Regions from separate parts of the Mus musculus genome. Here all the other regions are linked to region 4. Evidence: chromatin contacts called from public HiCAR-type, capture Hi-C and promoter capture Hi-C data. All regions are on one chromosome and are shown on one strand. The core of a region is the stretch at or near the end of the contact, and the rest is flanking DNA. Distances in the headings are between cores, read along the strand shown. Region 1 holds the start of Bub1 (BUB1, mitotic checkpoint serine/threonine kinase). Region 2 holds the start of Astl (astacin-like metalloendopeptidase (M12 family)). Region 3 holds the start of Kcnip3 (Kv channel interacting protein 3, calsenilin). Region 4 holds the start of Fbln7 (fibulin 7). Region 5 holds the start of Adra2b (adrenergic receptor, alpha 2b). Region 6 holds the start of Snrnp200 (small nuclear ribonucleoprotein 200 (U5)). Region 7 holds the start of Ptpra (protein tyrosine phosphatase, receptor type, A).

Region 1 (3,216 bases), core at 359-2,858, 1.0 Mb after region 4:
AGTTCTAAGGCAAATGGATAGAACTAGAAAATATCATGCTGAGTGAGGTAACCCAACCGCAAAAGAAAACACATGGTATGCACTCACTGATAAGTGGATACAAGCCCTAAAATAACCAGGATTCAATTCACAGACCACATGAAGCTCAAGAAGGAAGACCAAAGAGTGGGTGCTTCGGTCCTTCTTGGAGAACAAAATACTCATAGGAGCAAATATGGAGATAAAGTGTAGAGCAGAGCCTAAAGGAAAGGCCACCCAGAGACTGTCCCACCTGGGAATTTATCCCATATACAATTATCAAACCCAGATACTATTGTGGATGCCAAGAAGTGCATGCTGAAAGGAGCCTGATATGTCTGTCTCCTGAGAGGCCTTGCCAGAGCCTTACAAATAGAGGCAGATGTTAGCAGCCAAACATTGGAAGTGTATTCTTAATCTACTTTGCTTGCTACTATCTACGAGGAATGCAAGAACCTGGAACTCCCTCTAGTGGTGTTTACCAATTCTGCCAATATCATGGCCACAGACAATATTTTCGTGTGCAGCTATAAAGACATGTCAGGAATGTTCCTCTAGTTAGATGATTCTAGGAAATCAAATGGGAAATCACTCATAATTCTTTTCTCTAGGTTAGAAAATGTCTATCTGTCCAGAAGCTGCAATATCTTTTTTATCAACTTGAAGGAGCTGAAAAACTCCCAGGACCTTTAGAAACAGGAAGGTAGTAATCGCATGAGTCTTTTATGTTCTACTTGCTTTGGTCAAGTGACCCTAGAGAGGCAAAGTGGGAAGTTATTAAAACTCAAGAAGCAGGGAAGACTAGATTATTTCTCAACTCACTCTCAGGGCACATGAACATGTTAAATATTTATTCTTGGACTTCCGGACTCTTTAAAATTACTATGAATATTTTACAAATACGTGTGGGTGTGCCTTTATGTGAACCAAGTGTGGCAGAGGCCAAAGGCATGGGATCCCATAAAACTCTGGATGGACACACACACACACACACACACACACACACACACACACATATACATGGCTATTTGTCTTCATTCGTGAACCAGACATAATGATTGTGGTTTCCTCATTTGTTATATGAGTATGTGCCACGGCATGCATGTGGAGATCAGAGGACAACTTGAGGAAGTTGGTTTTCTTTCCTTCCACCTTGTGGATGCTTTTATTCACCGAGCCAGCTCACCAGCTATGCCATTTCTGTTAAGCAAAGAGGACAAAAATTCGTGAGTGACTCTCAAGACCCAAGAGGACTCAAAGGGGTTTCAGTCACAGAATCGTCACGTTCGGCCTGGTAGTGTAATACTGTAAGCCAGTTGCCATTTATACCGTTTTTTAAAAAGTAATAATAATAACTCTATGCCAAAACATGGCTAGTGTCTCACTAGAATGGAAACAAACCTTAGCTCAGTCAGCACCTAGCATAGGACTCACTAAAAGGCAAATGAAAAGAACTGCGGGCTAGGGACGGAGGGGGCGGGGACGGAGGCGGGACTTTGTCTCCCAGCAACGGCCGCAGCGATTGGCCAGCTCTCCCGCAGCGGAGACCAATAGTCAGGCGCGCTGCCCACGTTCGACATCACAAGTGCGGCTGCGCGGGGAATTCGAATCGCCGGCGGCCTTCGAGACTCGGGGTTAGGGGCTGATGGGGAGTTTGGTCGGCGGCTGGTGGGGTATTTCGCCGCTGCGCGTTTTTTCTCGTCATGGACAACCTAGAAAATGTCTTTCGGTAAGTGTCGGTCAGGTGCGGTGAGGTGGGCCGGTCGGGACGGTTAGAGTCCGGGTCCCTCAGGCGCGCTTTCTCCTCAGCGCCGCTTCCTCAGCGGGTTCGCTGCACCAGGCCTCAGCCAAGGCGGTAGCCCCCGGGTCACTCGAGTAGACGTGCAAGCTGCAGCCGGCTACCGTTTTGTGCCGAGGATTTGGGCAGTCTGCGGAACCTTCTGAAGTCACGTATCTTCTCCATGGGGAACTTCCTCTAGACGCGAGGGACGCCCCGCCTTCAAAACCCAAACTTGTGTGGTGGTGGAGATTTTTGGAGAAAATTTCAAAGTCTGATAAAAATGCCACCCAACTAAGGAAAGAATTTATTATTTCTCGATTGCCTGATACGTAAGAAAAAAATTAAAGCTGAACTTTATGGGGGGGGGGGAATGCTTGCTATTAAGTCATTTGAGGCTTCCTGCAGGCACTGATTGGTTATTTGTTTTTGTTTTGGGGTCTGGGGGCGGGCGCTTAGGTGACTTACTCAGCCTGTGATGTTAAGCCATTTAAAACTGTTAAATCGGATGTTACAAGAAATACAATTTTATTTTCATCAGTTCTTTAGGTATTCTAAGAGTAAGATATCCAAAATCTGTTGGCGTTAAGCAATTTAATTTTTGATCAGATCGACTAAGGATTTCCCCTCCCCGTTCTAAAATAGAAGCTAGGTATTTTGATTTTTAAAGACTAATTTATTTTAATGATTTGATGTTTAAGCCATTTTCCCAGGAGGTGTGGTTGGTGTGGGGCTATTCAATGTTTGTTTATCTTGGACAAATATTTGTATTTCTTATTTTGCTAAATAAGAACTTCTAAACACAGAAGTAGTGCTGACATTTCAAACATGCTAAAAAGAATCCAAAATGAATCCAAAGTGAAAAAGTGAGAATCGTTGACTTAAAAATAAATTGCTAAAATCTCTACTAAATTATGAGAAAACCATTGCAGTTTCTCTGAATGATCATTTCAGTTTGCCAGTGAAATATATTTTGAGATATAGTTTTCTGGTCATCTACCAAAATACTACTTTTAAATTCTTTTTCTCCTAATCTTATCATTTCTCAGTTTAAAAACCTATGGTTGTTTCTCAACTTGATGCATACTGAGAATACAGTTAATTGCCATGTATCCTCTCTCCAAAGTTGTACACATACTATTCTCACCCTTACTTGCTGTAACTTCTGAACTCATTACTGTTTATGGTTCCAGCCCTGCTCCTTTTTGTGAAGGAACAAAGAAGACATTTAAAATGCAGATAGAGCTTGCCACCTCTTCTCTTCACACTTTATTTGACTCTTTCTGCTCAAGTTCTGTCAGCCTGTATGATTTCCCTAACATGCCTGTGGTAGCTAGCTAACAAGTCCTTAAGTATAACATATGCCCACTCTTACTCCTTTAGTTTGCCCCCCTTTTCTATTTAATAGTTAACGAAACATG
Region 2 (3,231 bases), core at 545-3,044, 1.5 Mb after region 4:
TCCTGCAGCTGACTGCTGGGAAGAGAAATCTTGGGACCCATGAGGCAGTGAAGGAAGCCACAGAAAGCTTGAGAGGAGTGACTACAGGAGCACTGCCGGATCCCCATCGTAACTTCTGACTACGGATGGTGGCACAGACTAGACCCACCCTCTTGTGAGTCCTCTTAGGTAGGAGAGGTCGCCTCAGGATTATCTGATCAAGGTTGCATCCTGAAATCTAAAAGGCCACTCATTCTCCAGGATCTGGTATAGTTGTGTGGCCTTAGCCCTCAGAGCTGTCATTCACAGCTGCAGCTGGTGGTGTTTACGAACAAGACATCAGCTAGGCAGGGACAGCTGTTAGCAACTACTGTGAGCCCGAGCATGGGAAAGTCTGTGACTTTGAGAGCGAGTGCCAGGGAAGCCATATGACTGACCGAGGACTGGGTCCATCTGAGCTTCTAACCAGAGAATGAAGGGAGCAGTAGTCACCATCTACACTAAAGCAAGATTACCGCTGTTCTGCCAACATTTCAGCCCATGATGACGCCAAGATCTGAATTCATTTCCATTGCCAACAACTTCAGCCCAATGCGTCTGTGTTCCTCATGTCCGAGATCCCCAGACAAAGATGCCCTGAGCCACAGACTTCTTTGTTCCTTAACAATCCACCCCACTTGGCCAGGTCACGCTTACACACCGCTACTTACAGAGAGATTGACATGCTCTCAAATATCGACTGATGATTTTACTCAAGTCCCAAGCCGAGAGAACACCAGTGCTCTTATCAGATCATTCTAAAGACATTTACAGTATCTCATATAAAAAATATTAACCAGCAAAAGAATACAGAAAAACAGACAAGCATTTCCTCATGAAACTTGATTTCCCTGCATGCATGGGGACATTTCCTCTCAATCTTTTCCGCATGTCCACATTCAGCATGGCTTTGGAGTGTGGCCCCGTGTTCTCACCTTGGTTAATTGCGGGGATGTCCTTGTCCTGAAATACCGGGCTTCCCTCAGGAGTGAAGCCTTCTGGAACACTGGTACTGCAGACTCCAGAACATCTGGATGCTGAGGGTGCTCCCATGCTCAAACCTGGCTCAGGAAGACAAGTGCAGACATATAGATGCCCCCGGGACTCCACTGTGAGCCGGGACAGCAGGCAGCAAAATCCAGCCCCTTCCAGGAGAGGCCACCCAGGATGCATTCCTGAAGCCTGCCTGGCTATCTCACTCATCATACCTGGTGACAAGGCCTAGATGCCTTCAGTGAAGGAGATCCCTTTAAGGGACTAACACTTGGCTCAGAAAGGCTAGGGCAGCCAATATGAGGCAGAAAAGAGGCACAGTAGACTTTAAATCTTCAGGCAGCACCAGAATCAAGGCTGGCCTCAGACCCTACTCTTGAACATTTCTCTCCACTCAGGCTGAGTGCCTGCTGCCCCAGCCAGGCTAGAAACTGGCTTACCTTAAAACAAGTAGGTATATGGTATGACACTTGGCAATCTGCTGTTAGGTGGGCCCTCTCTACTCCTACAAGTATCAGGAGGCCTCCTCCTTGGTTCCCAGGGGCTCACTCATAGGTACAACCCTACAACGCCATGTTGGAGCTGTGAAACTAAGTTAAGATTATCTTAAGCCACAGCTGCAGCCTCTGGCCTCTTCCCAATGTCCCAGAGACTGGAGCCAGCTTACCTAGCAAGGAGAGCATAGTTAATATCCAAGGCCACAGGCTTCCCATGATACCCATGGTGGGTCCTCACTGCCCTCTTGGCAAGCAACACACAGAAATGTGGCAGGGAAAGGCCTCCTTAACTCAGGGACTCTACCATCCACCCCCTTTAATAGGGGCTTCTCCAGCCCACACCTGCAGCCTCCCAACCACCTCCACCTGCAGTTCCTCCCAACAACTATCACCTGAAGACCTGCCCAGTCTTACCAGAGGACTCTACCCCTGTCCCCAGCCTGAGCCTTCTGGACCATAGTCCCATCCATCTTGGCTGAAGTGGGTAAAAAGTGGGCCGGGGACACAAAACAAATCCTTAGGATACCCTTGAGCAGGGTAGCTTCCCTGAGATTCCCCCTCCTGCCACCAGAGGGCAGAGAAGCATTGCAGCCTCATGTAGTTCATGACTTGGATTGAGATCCAGTCACTAAAAGGGGGCTTTCCTTTTCCTGTTCCACCAACTACCGGAGGGTTCAGACCCAGAAAATCTGCTGGGAAACTCAAGGCACCTCTCCCTATGTGGTCACCATACCCGTATAATCTCTCCCCTCCCCCCTCCCCTCCTCTATTTATACGAGAAAGGGTCTCATTAAGTAGCTTTGGCTGTCCTGGAACTCAGTATGTAGACCAGGCTGGCCTCAAACTCAGAGAGATCTGCCTGCTGCCTGTGTCTACCTCCTGAGTGCTGGGATTAAAGGCATGTGTCACTATGCCCAGCTATAAGCTTTTATTTCAGAAGCCATATAGGAAAGTACACAGGTTGCAAGACTCTGAGAAACTTCACACTGAACACCAGCATCATCAGCACCCAGAGACGCCCCCCACTGCAGAGGGGACACTTTTGAACTCTTAGACGCTCATATGACTGTGGTCCTTCCAATGCCACTGCCCACTGACATGATCGGCCAGGGCCCCTTCCCATTTCACTAATTCAAAATACAAAGCTCCCAGACTTTCTTCCTTTACATCCTGCCATCCAGAGACCCGGCCTGGATGGACAGCCTGGAACATACCAAGTCCACCCCCATGTTCAGTAAAGGAAAGCCAGAGCTCCACAAGGACCTGTTGGCATTCTTGCTGAGCCTGGGGCAAACATCTCTCAAGAAGTAGAAGCTAGAGCCAGACAGAGGGGCTATAATAAAAGCAGATGCTGCTGATGCCTGAGCAGAATCTAGACTGGTTTCCAGGAATCCGATGGATATGCTAATTATCTTGACCAGCAGACTCATTCCTTCACAGTGCTTATATATGTCAAAGCTTGTCAAGTACCTTAAACACTCCATTTTTTTCCCATTAAAAAAGAAGATGCCAGGGGTGGTGGCGCACCCCTTTAATCCCAGGATGTGGGAGGCAGAGGCAGGAGGATTTCTGAGTTTGAGGCCAGCTTGGTCTACAAAGTGAGTTCCAGTACAGCCAGGGCTACACAGAGAAACCCTGTCTTGAAAAACAGAAGAAGAAGAAGAAGAAGAAGAAGAAGAAGAAGAAGAAGAAGAAGAAGAAGAAGAAGAAGAAGAAGAAGAAG
Region 3 (3,132 bases), core at 386-2,885, 1.3 Mb after region 4:
TCCTCCATCTCCCAGAGACCCTGGAAGGACCCCAGCAATGCCCAGGCCCTGGGAAAGTCTGAGAGGACCCAAGGAAAGGGGGTCAGGTGACTTGAGGCTCCTGGCAGGGCACAGATGCCCATTCATACGTTTTATGAGGAGGGCCTGCTGGATAGGGCTGGGGAGGTTGCTGGCTCCCTGGTAGGCCCAGGACGGAAGGGTTCTGTTCTAGGCTGGCTCTGCCACAGCCTGTTACTCCCAAGGAGCTCCTATCAGAGGAGTGGAATCTCAGCAAGGGAGCCAAGCAGAGACTTGTGGCTCTCTAGAAAGAGGCACTGACTTGGAGTGGAGTGCTCAGACAACCCTGCCTCTCAAAAAATGCCACAAGTAAGGACAGGGCTTGATTCCTGAATCGTGGACATGTAACTGGTGGGTAGAGAGTTCCTCCAGAACTGGCTCTGAGTGAACACAGTCTGGATATACTGCTTTGTTGGATAGGTAAAGACTCAGCTTTCCTGAGTTTTGCCATCATTAACATAGACTGGGATAATGACCCTTTTCTTCTAAGCCCACTATGCCACTCCAAGGCCTTATGGGAATTTGCCTAATGCCAAGTCAGTTTGGAAGATTGGCACTGACCCCGGAGCCTCTGGGACCCTTGTCGTCCTCTTTCCCAGAGAGCCCTCTGTGGGAGAGTCTCTTGCCCGGAGTGAAGTCCTGCTGTGCAGATGGCAGAACTGTCCCCTCCCCTCTGGGGACAGCTTTCCTGCCTCGGGATCAACAGCCCCAGGGTTTTGCCCGGGGAGGGTCTAGCAGCTGCCGCTAATTGGCTGACTCAATAAAAAGGGGGTGGGACAGGGTAGGAAGGGCAAGCAAGTGCTCCTGGGCTTTCTGGGAAAGAGGGGATGGCTCAGGCTCTGTTTCCATGGGAACTACTGGCACTGGCAGGCTCCTCCGGGCGCCAAAAAGGGAAACTTGGCGCTGGTCTCCGTACCTGGCTCCTGGTGGATTCCCTTGGGCATTAGAAAATGCCCAAGAGCTTGTCTCCCACAGGGCAGGAAGGAGCCTTCCCGAGGACGGTCAGGACCCTCGATCCCTTCTCCATCCCCAGGTCCCACGCCAGGAGATCTAGGGGAGGTCCCGTGGTTGCTCTGAATGCCTGAATTTGGTCCCAACCTCAAGTCAAAGGACAGTGAAACTGGGAAAGTGTGAAGTGCTCGCTCCAGCTTGGAAGGTTTTCATACAGCAAGGCCTATGAGGGGTCGCACAGAGGTGACTAACAGATAGGGGAGAGCAACAAGAGGTGTTAGGACCCCAGGTGTTACCTTAGTGACGTAATCCCAAGGGCTCCTCTCTGTCCTGCGCAGGGACTGGTGGTGGAGTACCCTCCCTTCTATCCCTGTGACTGGGAAGGGTAGGAACAGACCCTGTACTAGAGGGAGATGAGAACCAGGGACAGACCCTGAGCCTAACTAAGCAAGGGGGGTTGGGGGCCAGATAGGCTGAGAGGCCAGGACTAGGAGCACAGGAAAAAGAGAAACTGGAGGTTGTCAGGATGGAGGCGAAGGAGGGGGGAGATAAGAGGGGGAGGGAAGAGGCAGAGGAAGAGAGGTGGAGCTAAGACTCGGAAGGAAGGGAGGGTGGAAGGAGTGGGCAGGGGGCGGGAGAGAAACCTCCAGTGACAATTGCGTCTGGGTCCAAGCAAACATGAGGCAGCTGCCAGCCGGACCAAGCAGTCTGGCTTGCTCGGGCTGCAAAGCGGGAAGATTAGTGACGGTCCCTTTCAGCAGCAGAGATGCAGAGGACCAAGGTAGGCGCTGAGGGGCTGAGGACTTGCCTGGACTTGGGGAAGGTGGGGCTCTGATGTTGGTCTTGACTAGAGAGTATTTTCACAGTGGTCCTTGGCCCCTACTCTCGCTAATCCATATAAGGGAAAGTAATTGTTCAGAGCATTCCTGCCTGGGAGGCTGGAATCCCGTGGCCTTTGGATGGAAGAGGCTCTGGGTGTCTGTGGACAGAAGAGAAGCTTGAAATTAGCTCCATGGCTGGTCCTGTTCAGTTAGGTCCTTGGGGCAGGGGCTGGGGTAGCTGACCCTGACCCTAGCCTCATAGATCTTAGTGAGACACAGGAGCATGGAAAAGGATGTCTTATGTGTGTGGGCAAGCCAACGGGCAAAGCTTTCAAGTAATCCATCAATGAATGAATGAAGACCCCCCCTTCTTCTTAAAGCACTATGAGACCCCTAATAAAATCACAAACATCTCTGCCTCTGTGGAGCTGTTGGGGGATGGAGAGAGAGGGGAGGCAAAGAGGCACCCGGTACAAAGTTCAAGAAATAGTAGCCAGGTGAGGGGAAGAAGAGAGACAAAAAAAAAATTAAAAAAAAAACAAAAGGTGTGCTCCAGCTTAGCACCGACCCTCAGAAAGTCTGACCTGGATGCCGCACACAAGTCCAGGGTAATCTTGCTTAGGGGGAGAAAGGATCAGATCCAGGTCCGGTTGAATGCCCCAAATAAGGAAATCAAGGTCTTATTTAAAAAAAAAAATAGATATTGGGCTGGCATCTTACAGTCTTTCTTCCCAAAAGATGTCTTCCTGCCCCACTCCCAATGAGGGCAAGCAGCCCAGAGAGGGCTGGAGACTGATTTCAGGCCATTCTGCCCCAGAGTCCAGGTTACTATCCCTGTCCTCTGGTCCAGTTCCCAGAATACCATGAAGGATCTGCAGATGGAACAAAGCCCTTTGAGCACAAGGGCAGGGTACCTTGAAAGGTACTTTCTCTCTTGTCACACCTGTCTCTAGAAAGCTCTGGACTGGCACAGCAGAAGCATAAACAGCTCTCTGTCCCAGACTCACATCCACACTCAGATGATAGGTGAAGCTGTGTGCATCTACAGACATTGGACACACAGATACCCTATGACTGTACCCCTCCCTCACAGAGCCCAGCAACGTGACTCTGTGTGTCCACAGATACAGGGAGTTCTACAGCCATGTGTGCATAGACCTGCACACAGCTGGCACTGTCCATCAGCAGGGGATAGCATAGCCCCCTTCCCTTTACCCATCTCTGGTGGCTCTAATTCCCAGAATTCTTCCTGGGTCCTTAACCACTACTCCCCTACCAGATGAGCAGAGTGTGAGGTCAGAGT
Region 4 (3,273 bases), core at 59-2,558:
TTTAGCCCCAGAACATGGAGCATGGACAAAGATCAGGTCAGAGTCCAGTCAGAGAGGGAATTTATACCACTTCTTCCTGACTGGGTGGTCTTAAAGAAGGATCTGGACACTCAGCAGGCACCCAGCCTCCCTGCACATCCTGCAGCTGTTTATGCTGCTGTTGGCATGGTTGAAGAAGCTGCTTCAGGACTCTCGTTGAGGGACCTCTGTCTGCTGACACGCGTTTGATGGAAGCTGACCTGAACCTGACAATACAAAGTCTCTCAAATACATTTTTATTTACAGTCTCAATTTTAAAAGTCAGTTTCCAATGGTTAATAAAATAATAATAATAATACTTATTGTTGTTGTTGTTGTTATTGTTATAAAATCTAGCCAAGCAAATAAATCCAGTGGGATTTGGAGACGTAAATGTCAAAAAAAAAAGAGAAAGAAAGAAAGGAAGGAAAGAAGGAAGGAAGGGAGGGAGGGAGGGGGAGCGAGGGAGAGAGAGAGAGAGAGAGAGAGAGAGAGAGAGAGAGAGAGAGAAAGAAGGAGAGAAGGAGAGAAGGAGAGAAAGAGAGAAAGGGAAAGGGAAAGAAAAGAAAAGAAAAGACCCTGCTGTTCATATGGGTGTGTAAGAAAATATAATTGCAACTCTGAGGCTTCGGGTGCTCAGGATAGGACCACCTGAGGATCCATCAGGCCACTGGTAAGAATTTCTGAGAGTGGTTAGGGTGTGGTGGCAGCAAGAATATTTCAGTTAGAAACGTAAATGTTGGGTTTGGAGAGCACGAACATTCTCTAACAGAATTGGGCGGCCAGGTGTTCTCACCAAGACCCACAAAAGACCAGTGTCTCAGAAATCCTTGGGTAACTTTCCCGGGCTGGCGATTCCCACGCGGAGCCACCTTCTCCCGTTGGGCTGCAGCAGCCCAGGTCGCCTGCAATGACAGATGGAGGACCCCGCTCCTCTCTCCATCAACCAAACCCCAGCCCTAGACTCCGCTCCAAGTCCCAACTCCAGCACAGGAGTGGAGCATGGCATGCCCTGGCCTCGGCGCTACCTCCTTGGGAAGCGGGACTCCAAGACGCACTGCGGGGGACACTGACCTGGAAAGCCCGCGCTCCGGGGCTGGCGAGGAGCAGCAAGAGGAGGAAAAGCGCGCGCTGTGAGCCCGGTCCCATCTTGCCACTCACAGCCTTGCTGCTGGGGAAGGCAGGTCGCTGTTCTCTGGCCGCAGTGCGCGGGTCCCTTGCAGCTTCCAAGGCCACTAGTCCGCAGCCGCCTGCACGGGACTGTCCCGACGACGCGGGGAGGCGCCAGCCCTGTGGCGGAGGCGAGAGAGGAGGAGCTGTGGAGCCTGGAATGCGCCTGGGAGCTCGCCCAATCCTCTGCTCTGGGAAAAGAACGGGTGCGACGCCTCGCGACCAAGGGTGGCCAGTGTCCACCCTGGGCTGCCCCACTGTCCGCAGTCCCCACTGCCCGCCGGGAGAGACCTAGGCCCCTGCCAACTACACGCGGCTGATTGATGAGCCAAATTTAGGACTGTCCCACTTCAAAGCCCACATAAGGACATCTTCCTCTAGGACAACAGAGAACAGGGTTAGTATGGCAGAAAGATGGCCTTCATAAATTGGACCAGGTTAGACCGTCTCTTCTTAAACCGTGGGCCGAAAAAAATGGGAGCTGAGTTACTGATTTTAGCAAATGGTGAGGCACGAAACCAAAAATTAATTCAAAATCAAATATAATGAATCCAAGGTATCCTTGGTCTCCATAACTGCTACTGGTCAGATGTCCAGGGGCACCACGGGAATGATCACACACGCACACACACACACACACACACACACACACACACCTAGGACACTTGGCTCAGATCTCAGACTAACTTATGTTACGAAATGAAGTGGTTTTACTGTACACGCTAAGTTTTTTGCTACTTTGTACTACTTACTTATATGAGGTGGTGTGCTCCGTGTGACAATTTTATAACCAAACAATCAATTTAGGGGGGGAAAAAAGTCAAAACTGCTTCTTATTCTTCAATATCAAATATTCAGCCAAGATTTAATTCTTCATGTAAAAATTAATAAAGCATATCAAATTTCCTTTAATTTTAATAAAGGATAAAATTATATTTATAGCAAATAATTACTTTAAAATAAATTTATGATTTATTACCAGTACGTGTTTGATCTGTACACTTCTTCATGTGCCTGAATTCCTAAGGTTGCAGAAATATTTCTCAGTGAAAAGAGACTGAGAGCAAGAAGTTTAAAGGGCTCTGAGTTAGACTAAGTCACCCTTTGGACAACTCTGCCAGTTTTTAAATCAATTCTCCCTAGGGCTTTTGGAAGGCGCGTGCTCAGTGACTAAGTTAAGAGGGCGCATGCTCAGTGACTAGGTTAGGAGGGCGCATGCTCAGTGACTAAGTAGGGCACATGCTCCGTGACGAAGAGTCTACAGCCTTCCTTCTAGTTTTCCGTCTGTTTCCCAAGGGTTTAAAGTAAAGGCCCAGCTACAGAACACGCCTGGGGTCTAGTTAGGTAACAGCCCTGTGACAGGCATGGAATTGAGGTTCCTGTACTCAGGCTATGAGTGAACCAGATGTCTCGGACCTCTCTACTCCTGGAAAACGTAATTTAGTTCTCCCTGCAAGGACATTTTGTGAAGCTCACTCTTCTGTATGGAATGGTTCTGAGCTGCTTTAGATGGAAAGCAGAAGGCAAGCCGAGAGTCCTCTCTTGGCCTGTTAGAGATGCTATAACAAAGTACTCCAGACTAGGCAGTGTACAAACAATACAATGTGTGCCGCGAGGCTCTGCAAGCTAGGTTCAAGATCAAGGCATCCACAGGCAGAACTGATGTCCGTAAAGTTTACTTCATCCTCACTTGTGGGAACAGACAGGAGATCGATAAGGATTCCGGCGTGGGGTGGTGGTGGTGGTGGTGGTGGGGGAGACAGGGTTTCTTTATGTAGCTCTGGCTGTACTGGAACTTGGTCTGTAGACCGGCTGCCCTTGAATTCAGAGATCCTCCTGCTTCTGCCTCCCAAGTGATAGGATTAAAGACATGTGCCACCAGCAGCAGCATGAGGTCTCTTTTGTAAGGACACTATAGTTATCTAATTCAGAAATATCCTAAGGTGACATCTCATCACACTACCATACTGAGGAAGGAGTTTAAAATATGACCATAGCCAGTTCCCTGGAAAGCATGGAGCACTGGGCACTGGGCATGGGACCTACCGGCCACCCAAGGATTGGCTATCCAACAAATACCACGGA
Region 5 (3,348 bases), core at 763-3,262, 1.5 Mb after region 4:
AGCCTTGGCCACGTTCGAGAAGGTCCAAGCTACCCTTCCTGAAGAGAGAGCAGGGAAGAGGTATCCCACAGTACAGTCAGCAAGGGAAGGTTTCAAATGAGCCCCTGGGAACAGCACATTTGTCCTTTCCCCTTCAGGGGTGTCTGAGGATGAGGTCTGCAAATGGGCCCCAGGGAAATGGTCACATAGACTGCGGAGGTGGCAGACTACCACCGGGTGGTCCTGGCACTAACCCTGCCTGGCACTGGCCCGGAGCAGGCAGGCTCACCAGCCAGTCTGGGTCCACTGCCGGCAAAGGATCCTTCGAAAGGCACGGCGGAAGTCCTGGTTGAAGATGGTGTAGATGACAGGATTCAAAGAGCTGTTGCAGTAGCCAATCCAGAAGAAGAACTGGAAGAGGCCATGGGGTACCTTGCAGTGCTGTGGGCAGATGGCCCCCAGGCTGTAGCTGAAGAAGAAAGGAAACCAACAGACCACAAAAACACCAATGACCACCGCCAGCACAAAGGTGAACCTCTTCTCTCGGCTCAGCTGTGTCCGACGGCGCCACCACTGCCCACTGGCCACACCCACATTCTTGCTCAGAAGCACCTGGCCACGTAGCGTGGCCAGCACCCGGGAAGTCTGAGGCTGCTGCAAGGGTGGGTTGAATACTGAGGCAGGAGAAGCTGGCAGTGTTTGGGGTTCACATTCTTCCACCTCCTCTTCATCCTCTTCAGCTCCCTTCTCTGCAGTTGCCCCACTAGTCCCCTTCTTCTGGTCCTGGACTGATCTGGGCAGGGCAGACCAATTGGGTGGCAAAGCCCTGGCTTCGGGATCTTCAGGGGTCTCCCCCTCCTCCTTCTCCCTTGGAGGCTTGGGGTGTCCATTAGCCTCTCCGACAGAAGATAGAGGAGAGACCAGGGTGGGCACTTTAGCCGAGGCTGGAACTCCCCCGGCGGCCGGATGGGGCTTCTTGGACTCACCCTCCCCAGAGCCCCTCTTAGCTCCGAGACCTCTGCAGTGGCTGCGTTTGGCAATTACATAGATTCGCAGGTAGACGAGAATCATGATGAGGCAGGGAGCAAAAAAAGATCCGATGCTGGAAGCCAAGATGTACCAGGCTTCTTGGTTGAGCTCACACTGGGGGAGCCCGTGGGGCTCTGGGCGCTGGTCGCCCTTGTAGATGAGGGGCGGTAGAGAAATGACGGCTGCAATGAGCCACACGGTGAGGATGATGCATTTGATGCGGCGTGGAGTGCGCTTGGAGTTGTACTCCAATGCTCGGCTCACTGCCCAGTATCTGTCCAGACTGATGGCACACAGGTGCACGATGGAGGAGGTACAGAAGAGCACGTCTAGCGCCAGGTAGACCTCGCACCACGCACGCCAGAAGTACCAATAGCCCAGCAGCTCGTTGGCCAGAGAGAAAGGGATGATAAGAGTAGCCACTAGGATGTCGGCTGCTGCCAGTGACACCAGGAAGAGGTTTTGTGGTGCACGGAGAGAGCGGCTGGTCAACACAGCCAGAATTACCAGCGCATTGCCGAAAATGGTGAAGAGGATGAGAAAGGTGATGGCCGACGCGATGGCGGCGGTGGCCTGCACCGAGTAGGGCTCCTGGTGGACCATGGCGGGGCCGGACATGTCCAGAGAGAAAGATGCTGGCCAAACTCACAGTACGCAGGAGAAAGCGCCACCCTAGCTCCGCTACTGTTGGGGGCCGTCCCCCCAGGCGGTGCAGATGGCTCTGGAGCACCGTAGCCTGGCCGGAGGTCCGGGGACACCCAGGACCATCTATCGCTCTCTTACGTTCTCTGCCACTGGTGCCCGGCGTCCCTGCAGTCCGCCCCAGAGAAGTTTTCCAAGTTGTCTCACTGCCGTCCCGGGACCAGAGGAAAGTCGCGCCGTCGTGCGGCACAGCTGCAGGACTCACAGAACCGACTGGGGAAGCGCACCCTGCTCTCGGTAAAGGCGCTCTCTCCCGGAGCCGCGCCTGCAGTCAGCCCTCCGCGCAGGGGCGTGAGGAGGAGAGCCAGCACCGCGGGAGGAGGGAGGAGATTGGGGGCGGGAGCTGGAGGAGGGAAGGAGGCGGGGCGGGCGATCCGACCAGGGTGGGTGGAAGGTGCGCTTTGCGGGACATGGACCTGCGACGCACATCTTTTACTCGCCCCGGGCCCCAACATCTTTCTCCTTCCCGCCGCTGCGCGGCCGAGTCTAGAGAGCAGGGAGTCTGGGGTCGTCGGCGTTCTGGGAAGAGTATGTACCGAAGAGAATCGGTGCGTGCTGAGACCCGGAGCTGGTCTGTCCCAAGGGTCCACTTGCCTTCTGTCTGCGAGTCTAGGACAGAGCACCCAGATCGATAGACTGCTTTTGTCGCTTGCAGCAGCCCGACAGAAAAGCGTGTAGGAGAGTGTTGAGCTCTTAAGCATAATAAGCCACACCTCCATCCAGCATCCCAGCAACCGAGAACCTTAGGGGCCGGACCAAAGTGGGGAGAGAGTTCCAAATCCCCTTTCCTAACGCTTCCCCACCCAAACACCACTAGGTCTAGGTCAGACTTGCGAGGTGCAATGAGTGAGTCTCTGTGCTGCGAGCGCCCTCTGCTGCCATCTGAGTGCAAGAGGCTAGGGGCCGATGTCCTCGCAGGTCCCAGACACACACACACACACACACACACACACACACACACACACACACACACACACACACACACACACACACTAACTACTCCTTGGTGAGAAGCGACTAGTGGACTTCAACCACCCTATTGCTGCTTCCTTTTTCTCCATTAAAGGCAAAAAAAAAGTTAAAGTAGGAAGGGAAAACTGGAGAGATGGATCCGTGGTTAAGAGTGCCTCTTGTAGAGAACCTGTGTTCGGTTCCCAGCAGCCACAACAGGTAGCTCAAAACTGTAACTCCCGTTTCAGGGATGGTATGCCTCTGGCCTCCACCTACACTCCCCTGAACATAGCCACACAGAGACCCATACTTTAAAACAAATCTTAAAGAGGGAAACAGCTTGACTCAAAGCGCAGGTTTGGAGAGGAGCCTCTTGACCAACGGAAAAGGAGGTCCCTCCTCCAGAGCGGTGTGAGGAGATCTCTCCATAGCTCAGAAAAAGTCAATGTGGGTGGCTCAGGTGTAGAAAGGAGCCGGCCTTGGCCGCCCCAGATGTTCATGCAGCCTATCCAGTGGGAGAACAAGTTTGAGTGCTGAGCGCTTGCTCTTGCAGAGGACCCGATTTCAGTTTCAAACCCCTTTCCATCAGCTCACAACAGAATGTAATTCTAGTTCCAGGATATCTGATGACCTCACTTGACGCCACAGGCACCAAGCGCACAGGTGAAACATAAATACACGCAGAAA
Region 6 (3,339 bases), core at 305-2,804, 1.7 Mb after region 4:
AGGTGGTGGCACAGGACTTTTAATTCCAATCCCAGTGCTCAGGAAACAGAGGCTGGTGGATCTCTGAGTTTAAGGCCAGCCTGGTCTACAGAGCAAGATACTCTGTTCTGAAGAAAGAAAAGAAGAGAAAAGAAAAGAGAAGAAGAGAAAAGAAAAGCAAGGCAGGCAAAATAAAGTAAGTAGTATTTAACTTTTGAAATGAACCCACCAACATGAAAAGACAACAGAAATCATCAGGAAGTGCTGGGCAACAAAAGGAGAGAAGGGTTGGGGAGAGAAGCTTGTAACAACATGGTGGAGGTGAATTACAGAGAGGAGATTAACTCAAGTCCTGAAAACAGTCGGGGATGGGGCTGGAGAGAAGAGTCGAGTTGTTCACCCCAGTACTGCTTTCCAAGAGGACCCAAGTTCAGTTCTTAGCCCCACACTGGGTAACTCAAAACCTCCTGTAACTCTAGCTCCAGGGACTCTCAAACCCTCTCTGGCCTCCACACAGGCATCTGCATACGTGTGCACAAACCCACACGAACATACACATGCACGTAATTAAAAATAAAACAGATCTTTTAAAAAGATAACCGGAAGAAAATTAACATCTATGAATCAGAAACGAGTCAGTAAAAGGTATCAATAGATTTTGTTCCACTTCATTACACCTAAATCCAAAGAAGCTCTAAACCTTGGTTGTTGTGCACACACCACTCATCTTCCATATAAACTTGAGTAAAACTACTGCTCTAATGCTAAAGATGGGCTTTACATTAGATGGAAAAATAGCATCCAGCATCCCCTTAGTACTTACTTGGCCCGTCTTTCTTCCTGCATCTGTGGTTTGGTCCGTTGAGCCTTATCTCCCATTCGGGTTCCCTCCAACTTCCCAACCAGGGACAGAACCTCTCCCGTCGGTTCATCCCGGCGGGTCCGGTCAATGAGAGAGCGGTCAGCTTGGAGCACAAGATTTGAGTTCTGAAAAGATCATACTTTATCAAAACTTTGATATGTATAGTTTTGAATCCTGTTATTACAGTGACAGCAGATGATGGGAAAACAGTGGAATAAAAAAAAAATCATGCTCTTAAGAAGAAATAACATAGCATTACACGATGCGCGAGCACTATTGCTGTCTGAGAAGGTGAACGACCAGCGCTCCTAAGAGCATCCACAACAGCCCACATTTGGGTAAAATGTTGGGCACATTGCGGGTAAAGAGAAGAAGGTGCGAGTTTAGCGCTGAGGGGGCTGGGGAAAACCCAACTCCTAAATTCTCAAGCGCCCCAAATTCCACGGGGTTTTTCCTTCGTGTTTTAATCCATCCTTCACCCAGCTCTGATCTCCCGCTCAAGTGTCCGTGGCTGTCCACGACCTCCCCTGTCTGCACCGGTCCTTCGAGACCACACGCACCGCCTTGTACTCGTACTGCAAACTGCGGGCAGTCACATCCGCCATGGCTGCTGATGCTCCGGGAACTCAGGGTTCCACTCTTCTTCACGCTCCGAACCGCTTCAGCGAACCGCCCTGGCACAACAGGTACAACGCAGGACGAACGTAAGGGACGGAGAAAAGAAACGGACTTGCTTCCGCTTCCGGGACGCCCGCTAAACGTGAGACTTTCCGGTTACTAACCACTGCTTCTGGGCGGGGTTTGCGGAGATGTACAGTAGTACATCCGGGTCAAGGATTCCATTGACCGACGAGACACACGCGCGTGCAAATTGTGGTTCCAGGCATCTCTACCTGCGACAGAGCCAAGGCCCAACCCCTAAGCGTATGTTGAAAGTCCCTTTCTGTAATTCTTTTGGTTTCTCATACCAGCCATCCTGTGAGGCAGGCAGACATGCAGGCAAACGGAAACTAAGGGATAAGGAAGCTGAAGGTTCAAGCAAGTTAGCAAGACAGGCATGGTGGCGCATTCCTTTAATCCCAGCACTCGGGAGGCAGAGGTAGTGGATTTCTGAGTTCGAGGCCAGCCTGGTCTACAAAGTGAGTTCCAGGACAGCCAGAGCTACACAGAGAAACCTTGTCTCGAAAAACAAAACAAAACAAACAAAAAACCAAAACAACAACAAAAAGACAAAAAAAAAAAAAAAAAAAAAAAAAGCAAGTTAGCATGTACCTAGTTCTAGTAACCGACTGGATTTCTACCCCAAACCCCTTTCCGCAAGACTCTCCCCTGTGTCAGCTGACTGACGGTAGAGGAAGAACTATTTGTGCCCAATCTTTTGTCACAGCCTGTCAGGACTTTAGGTGTGCGGATTACAGCATATGTATAACTTTGTCCTCCTCAATGTGACACGAATGTTTTACTAAAGAAATATATGAAAAATAAATAATATGTATGGAATTACTATTCAGTTTTATTCAGCAGTAGTGGTACCTTTTATGTAAAGGTGGTATTTAGTCTTTTCATAATTCTCTACACAACACTGAAAGCAAAACAGTGAGTTCTGCTTTCCCTTGATATTTAATAAGCACGAGTGAACCTTAAGTCTGTGTCCTAATCCACCCAGCCATTTTGCTGGCAATTTTTTTTTATTGTTTGGTTTATCATTTACATTTTATTCTATGTAGATAGGTGTTTGGGCTACATGTATGTTTGTGTATCATTACATGCAGACTTCCACGAAGTCCAAAAGAGGGTGTCAGATCCCCTGAGACTGGAGCTGCAGATAGGTTGTGAGTTGCCATGTGTGTGGAGGGGTTGGAACCCAGGTCTTCTCAAAGAGCAGCCAGTGTTCATAACCATTAAGCCATCTCTCTAGCCCTTATCTGGTTTTTGAGAAAAGATCTCCTGGAGTCCAGGCAGGCTTCAAACTTGCTATCCAGAGACTTCTCTTGCACTCTTGATCCCCCTGCCTCCAACTCATAAACACCGTGGCTGCAGCTATGGATGGTTGTGACAAGCTGTACCTTATCATATTTAACAGTAAGAGCAGCATAGTAACCCTAGGTTGGACTCATTTACTTTTTTTCTTCTTTATTAGTAGGAAGAAGTTTTATCGTTTAGGGGGTCTAAGAATTTGCATTTCAAATATAGTTACCTTCCCAAATGGAGTTCCACTTGGAAGATATAAAATAAGCCCTTGTCAATTTTTTTTTTTTTTTTTTTGGTTTTTCGAGACAGGGTTTCTCTGTGTAGCCTTGGCTGTCCTGGAACTCACTTTGTAGACCAGGCTGGCCTCGAACTCAGAAATCTGCCTGCCTCTGCCTCCCAAGTGCTGGGATTAAAGGTGTGCGCCACCACGCCCAGTGCCCTTGTCAATTTAAAAACTGAATGTTATACTGAAAATAAGAGAATTATTTTATGAAAGTGTTGACAGTCTTGAATAACTTTAAAAATTA
Region 7 (3,474 bases), core at 32-2,531, 1.6 Mb before region 4:
AGAAAGGAGAATGAGAGGACTGAGGTAACCATCAAAGATTAAGTTCAGGAAGGACTGCCAAGAGCCTTGTAGGGAACGGTAAGGCATCTGGGTTTTCCTCCATCTCATTCACAGAGGAAGGAAAGTGAAGGAGTTTTTAAGCACACAAATGACAGCGTCTGATCTACGTTTTCGAAAGGAGTATCCAGACAGAAAGATGTTCATCCTGTCCCAGTCTTTCCTCATCCACCATCTTTTGGTTCTCTGGCTGCTTCAAGAGTTAGCAGGTAACAAGTGGTGCCATAGCCGGGGACATGAGGCTGGTTTTCAACAGAAATTCCCTATCCTAGCCAAGGGCTTCGGCCGACATCACACTCTGTCCAAGAGGGTTTGGAACATTTTTTTGCTTGTCCTACAAATATCATCACTATCAACAACAAAACCCTCTAATAGACAGGATCATCTCTGCCTCTGTAGTTGTTATTTTTAGGAAATATTAGGGGCTCAACCCCCCCCCCCCGTGGCAATTTTTAAGAATTACTGAAAGTAAACACAGGAGATGTGCGTTCCCAAGTGGCTGCTTTTGAATTCTGGGTAGCTTAAGTCCATATTTTCCTTCTTAAGCATACACAACAGTTGGGAATGGGCGGCAGAGAGGGGCCTGGGAGTAGGACCAGGAAGGGGTCTTAAGGGGAAGGTGGGAGGTGGGATGGTCACTGCGTGTGCCACCTATCTCCTCCCATTAAATGGACCTGAGCAAATCCCATTTTCGCTGCTCAAAGTTTTTTTCTTTCAGAATGAACTACGGCAGCGCCCTGGCCCGGGCCGGAGGAGGACGTCCGCAAAGTTCCAGCCTGTCTGTGTCCCGCACGTTTCCGGGACCCCCTCCCCCTGTCCACGGTGCCAGGATGCACAAGCCAGAGGCGCTCCTCCAGGATAGGATCCAGGGACCGCTCCCACGCGCGGCCGAGCCACCCCACCTCCCCGAGCCCTCCCGACGGCGGCAGGCGCGAACGCTTACCGAGCCCGGCGCTGGGCGGGACCGCGGGGGACGCGCACGGCAGCTCCGCCTCAGGACCGCGGCGGCGTCTCGGCCCGCCGCTCCCCTCAGGGCCGCCGCCCGGTCCGCTGCTCGAAGCCCCGCGGCGGCGGCGGCGGCCTCGCCTCCATGGCGAGGAGAAGCGGCAGAGAGAGGACTGGGCTGGAGGCTGCGATGGCGGCGTGGTCCAGGGGTCTGTGCAAGATGCCCCCGCGAGTCCCTGTCAGCGCCTCACTCGCCGCAGCCTCTCTCCCGTCGCGGCCTGGGCTGTAAGGCGCTTCGTCATTGGCCGTTGAGAGGCGGGCGCTGGTTCGCTGACGCCGGGCGGGCGTCTCCGCCTCCGTGAGCCCCACCCCTGCGCGCCCCGCTGCGCCGCGGAGTTCCCCGGGCGCACTGGGGGTCTCCGGGTAACAGGACAGGACGCTCCCTATCCTCCCCTGGCACACGTCTCCCACCTAGTCACGGTCCTAGGCCCCCGGGCATGGGCTTTTTTCCTTGTTTACAGATGAGGAAACTGACACCAGGCACAAGCCACACCAACTGGTGAACTCAGGCACTCGAAAGCCATCTCCATCCTTCTCCAAATGTGATCCTCTCTCTAACACACCCCGCGCCTCTGCCTCTGCCTCTGCCTCTCTCGCGCTCTCGCTCTCTCTCTCTCTCTCTCTCTCTCTCTCTCTCTCTGTCACACACACACACACACACACACACACACGAGAGAGAGAGAGAGAGAGAGAGAGAGTTAGTTGTAAGGCACTTAAAGGATGTAATTGCGAGAAGAATTTGCCTAGTACCTAGGACCGGTCTAGCTCTGAGTATGTCATCTTAAATAAACCAGCCCACATCATCCCCACCCGAACCCTAGGGAAATCTCTCTTGCTTTCCAGATGTGCAAGCTGGGCCTGATTCTCTAGAGCTGGATGGAAGCACAGCACACGGTGCTCCGCAGCGAGCGGGGAGATACTTCTTGATACATGCATAGTGGTCAGGAGAAGATTGAAAGCGCTGAGAGAGACCAGGGAAGCGAACAGCGTTCTTTGTGCATCTAGCTTCTAGGAACCATAAGTCGATTTTTTCGGAAGGTAGCAGTCCTCAGTTTAGAGCACTTTGGATGCTGCTAGACCTAGGGCGCCAAGTTAGAACTCTATGCAAACACCCTTCCTTTATTTGTTGAATAAGTAAGTGTGCGCAGACCAGAGCCAGGACCTGCAAATGTGCGTTGAAGCGGGCCTTCTTTAAACTTCCTCCCTCTGGGTAGTAAAAACCTCTCCTTGAGTTAAGATTTGTGACTCTTGATCTCCCTCCTCAGGGCCATCTCAGTGACAGTCTACAAGACCTCTATCCTGTCTCCTAAATGTCAGACTCCTGCCAATGAGGTCCGCTCCTCCTACAAGTTCCAGAAGCCCATTTCCTAGAAAGTACAAAGTCTATCAGGGATGCAAATACACAGCAAATTGAAAAGTGACCAAATGAAAAGTTGGGTCTTTCACTAGAACACAATACTTTACAAAACAAGACCAACACAGAACAAAACAAATCTGAAAAATACTGGTTCTTGGCTAAGAAAGCAGCCTCTTGGCTTTAGAGCAAACCCTACCAGCAAACTTTTTTTCTTTTCTTTCTTTTTCTTTCTTTCGGTTTTTTGTTTGTTTGTTTGTTTGTTTGTTTTGTTTTGGGGTTTTTTGTTTTTTTAATTTTTTTGAAATTTTTCTTATTTACAGTTAACCTATGACTCCTGGTCCTTTTCAGAGCTCCCTACCCCATTAGCACAATCAAGAGCCATCTTGGAAGAAAAATAAAATAGAAAAAAAGGAACCAAGAGAAAGATAAGTGGGAGCTCCCTGTTCTCTGCTGCATTGGTGCCTGCAGGTAAGAACTGGAATAGCAGGGCTGAAGGATAGGATTAAAGGAGCCCCATTTCCCCTCAAAAGTCCAAGTCACTTCCCCTCCCTGCCTACCTTTCTGTCTAGTAAATGAAGCAATGAGTTGTTCTCTATGTCCTGAATGCAGATCATGCACTGGACACCTCTCAGAGTAAGTCAGAGATGTCAACTCTCAGGAGCAAACATTCTGGGGTGGACATGGGTAATAGACTAACAAGAATGTTCACTAAAGTGCCAAGGTGAAAATGAAGCCAAGAAATACGAAAATTGAAATAAATGAAAACCAAGCACCTTCCCAGGCTACTTACTGCCCATCTTCTGAGGGTCATTTGCTGAAGTTCTGTAACTAAGACCAGGCAGGCTCTCTGACCTCATCTACTCTATGGCCACCATGGGTAACTTAATCTAGAAGCTCTTCCATACTTGGCCCCAAGCTTAAATCCTAACCCAAACCCTTAGATAGGACTTGATCCAATCCCAGACCACTGACACAGGCCTGCTTGTACAATTCTCAAGGAGGAAGATATTTTATACTAATTTTAGTTGTGCAAGTAAGAACTTGAAACAACAACA

The links. Promoter capture Hi-C pulls out the DNA fragments that hold promoters and counts their contacts. HiCAR-type assays count read pairs that join an accessible place to other places. Capture Hi-C pulls out chosen DNA fragments and counts their contacts.
Region 1: a HiCAR-type map of astrocytes shows a contact between it and region 4, with 5 times the contacts expected there. The contact joins the promoter of Bub1 here to the promoter of Fbln7 in region 4. A contact is called at or near these places in 4 of 39 promoter capture datasets (embryonic stem cells, hippocampal neurons, liver and 1 more), 1 of 115 datasets of contacts at active chromatin or transcription factors (astrocytes) and 1 of 9 other capture datasets (macrophages).
Region 2: a contact with region 4 is called in a promoter capture Hi-C map of liver, with 8 times the contacts expected there. The contact joins the promoter of Astl here to the promoter of Fbln7 in region 4. A contact is called at or near these places in 2 of 39 promoter capture datasets (hippocampal neurons and liver).
Region 3: a promoter capture Hi-C map of embryonic stem cells shows a contact between it and region 4, with 2.4 times the contacts expected there. The contact joins the promoter of Kcnip3 here to the promoter of Fbln7 in region 4. A contact is called at or near these places in 4 of 39 promoter capture datasets (cranial neural crest, embryonic stem cells, neutrophils and 1 more).
Region 5: a contact with region 4 is called in a capture Hi-C map of macrophages, with 4 times the contacts expected there. The contact joins the promoter of Adra2b here to the promoter of Fbln7 in region 4. A contact is called at or near these places in 2 of 9 other capture datasets (liver and macrophages).
Region 6: a contact with region 4 is called in a promoter capture Hi-C map of liver, with 4 times the contacts expected there. The contact joins the promoter of Snrnp200 here to the promoter of Fbln7 in region 4. A contact is called at or near these places in 2 of 39 promoter capture datasets (hippocampal neurons and liver).
Region 7: a promoter capture Hi-C map of liver shows a contact between it and region 4, with 5 times the contacts expected there. The contact joins the promoter of Ptpra here to the promoter of Fbln7 in region 4. A contact is called at or near these places in 2 of 39 promoter capture datasets (both in liver).

What each region holds. Positions count from the first base shown.
Region 1 is chr2:127,830,251-127,833,466 of GRCm38.p6, reverse strand. It overlaps Bub1 (BUB1, mitotic checkpoint serine/threonine kinase), which reads left to right and starts at 1,608. Exons shown (of 25, transcript NM_009772.2): 1 at 1,608-1,747. The coding sequence starts at 1,722.
Region 2 is chr2:127,340,199-127,343,429 of GRCm38.p6, reverse strand. Astl (astacin-like metalloendopeptidase (M12 family)) reads right to left here and starts at 1,794. Exons shown (of 9, transcript NM_001291003.1): 1 at 1,679-1,794; 2 at 954-1,079. The coding sequence starts at 1,733.
Region 3 is chr2:127,519,895-127,523,026 of GRCm38.p6, reverse strand. Kcnip3 (Kv channel interacting protein 3, calsenilin) reads left to right here and starts at 1,635. Exons shown (of 9, transcript NM_019789.4): 1 at 1,635-1,789. The coding sequence starts at 1,775. The region is part of intron 2 of Gm35478 (a long non-coding RNA gene); the gene reads right to left.
Region 4 is chr2:128,861,967-128,865,239 of GRCm38.p6, reverse strand. Fbln7 (fibulin 7) reads right to left here and starts at 1,308. Exons shown (of 8, transcript NM_024237.4): 1 at 1,093-1,308. The coding sequence starts at 1,167.
Region 5 is chr2:127,361,843-127,365,190 of GRCm38.p6, reverse strand. It overlaps Adra2b (adrenergic receptor, alpha 2b), which reads right to left and starts at 2,012. Exons shown (of 1, transcript NM_009633.4): 1 at 1-2,012. The coding sequence starts at 1,611. The coding sequence ends at 265.
Region 6 is chr2:127,206,601-127,209,939 of GRCm38.p6, reverse strand. Snrnp200 (small nuclear ribonucleoprotein 200 (U5)) reads right to left here and starts at 1,554. Exons shown (of 45, transcript NM_177214.5): 1 at 1,402-1,554; 2 at 803-966. The coding sequence starts at 1,446. 1810024B03Rik (RIKEN cDNA 1810024B03 gene) reads left to right here and starts at 1,660. Exons shown (of 2, transcript NM_198630.2): 1 at 1,660-1,765.
Region 7 is chr2:130,448,085-130,451,558 of GRCm38.p6, reverse strand. Ptpra (protein tyrosine phosphatase, receptor type, A) reads right to left here and starts at 1,281. Exons shown (of 21, transcript NM_001163688.1): 1 at 1,001-1,281. It overlaps Gm52562 (predicted gene, 52562), which reads left to right. Exons shown (of 3, transcript NR_165481.1): 1 at 1-24; 2 at 115-266; 3 at 776-3,474.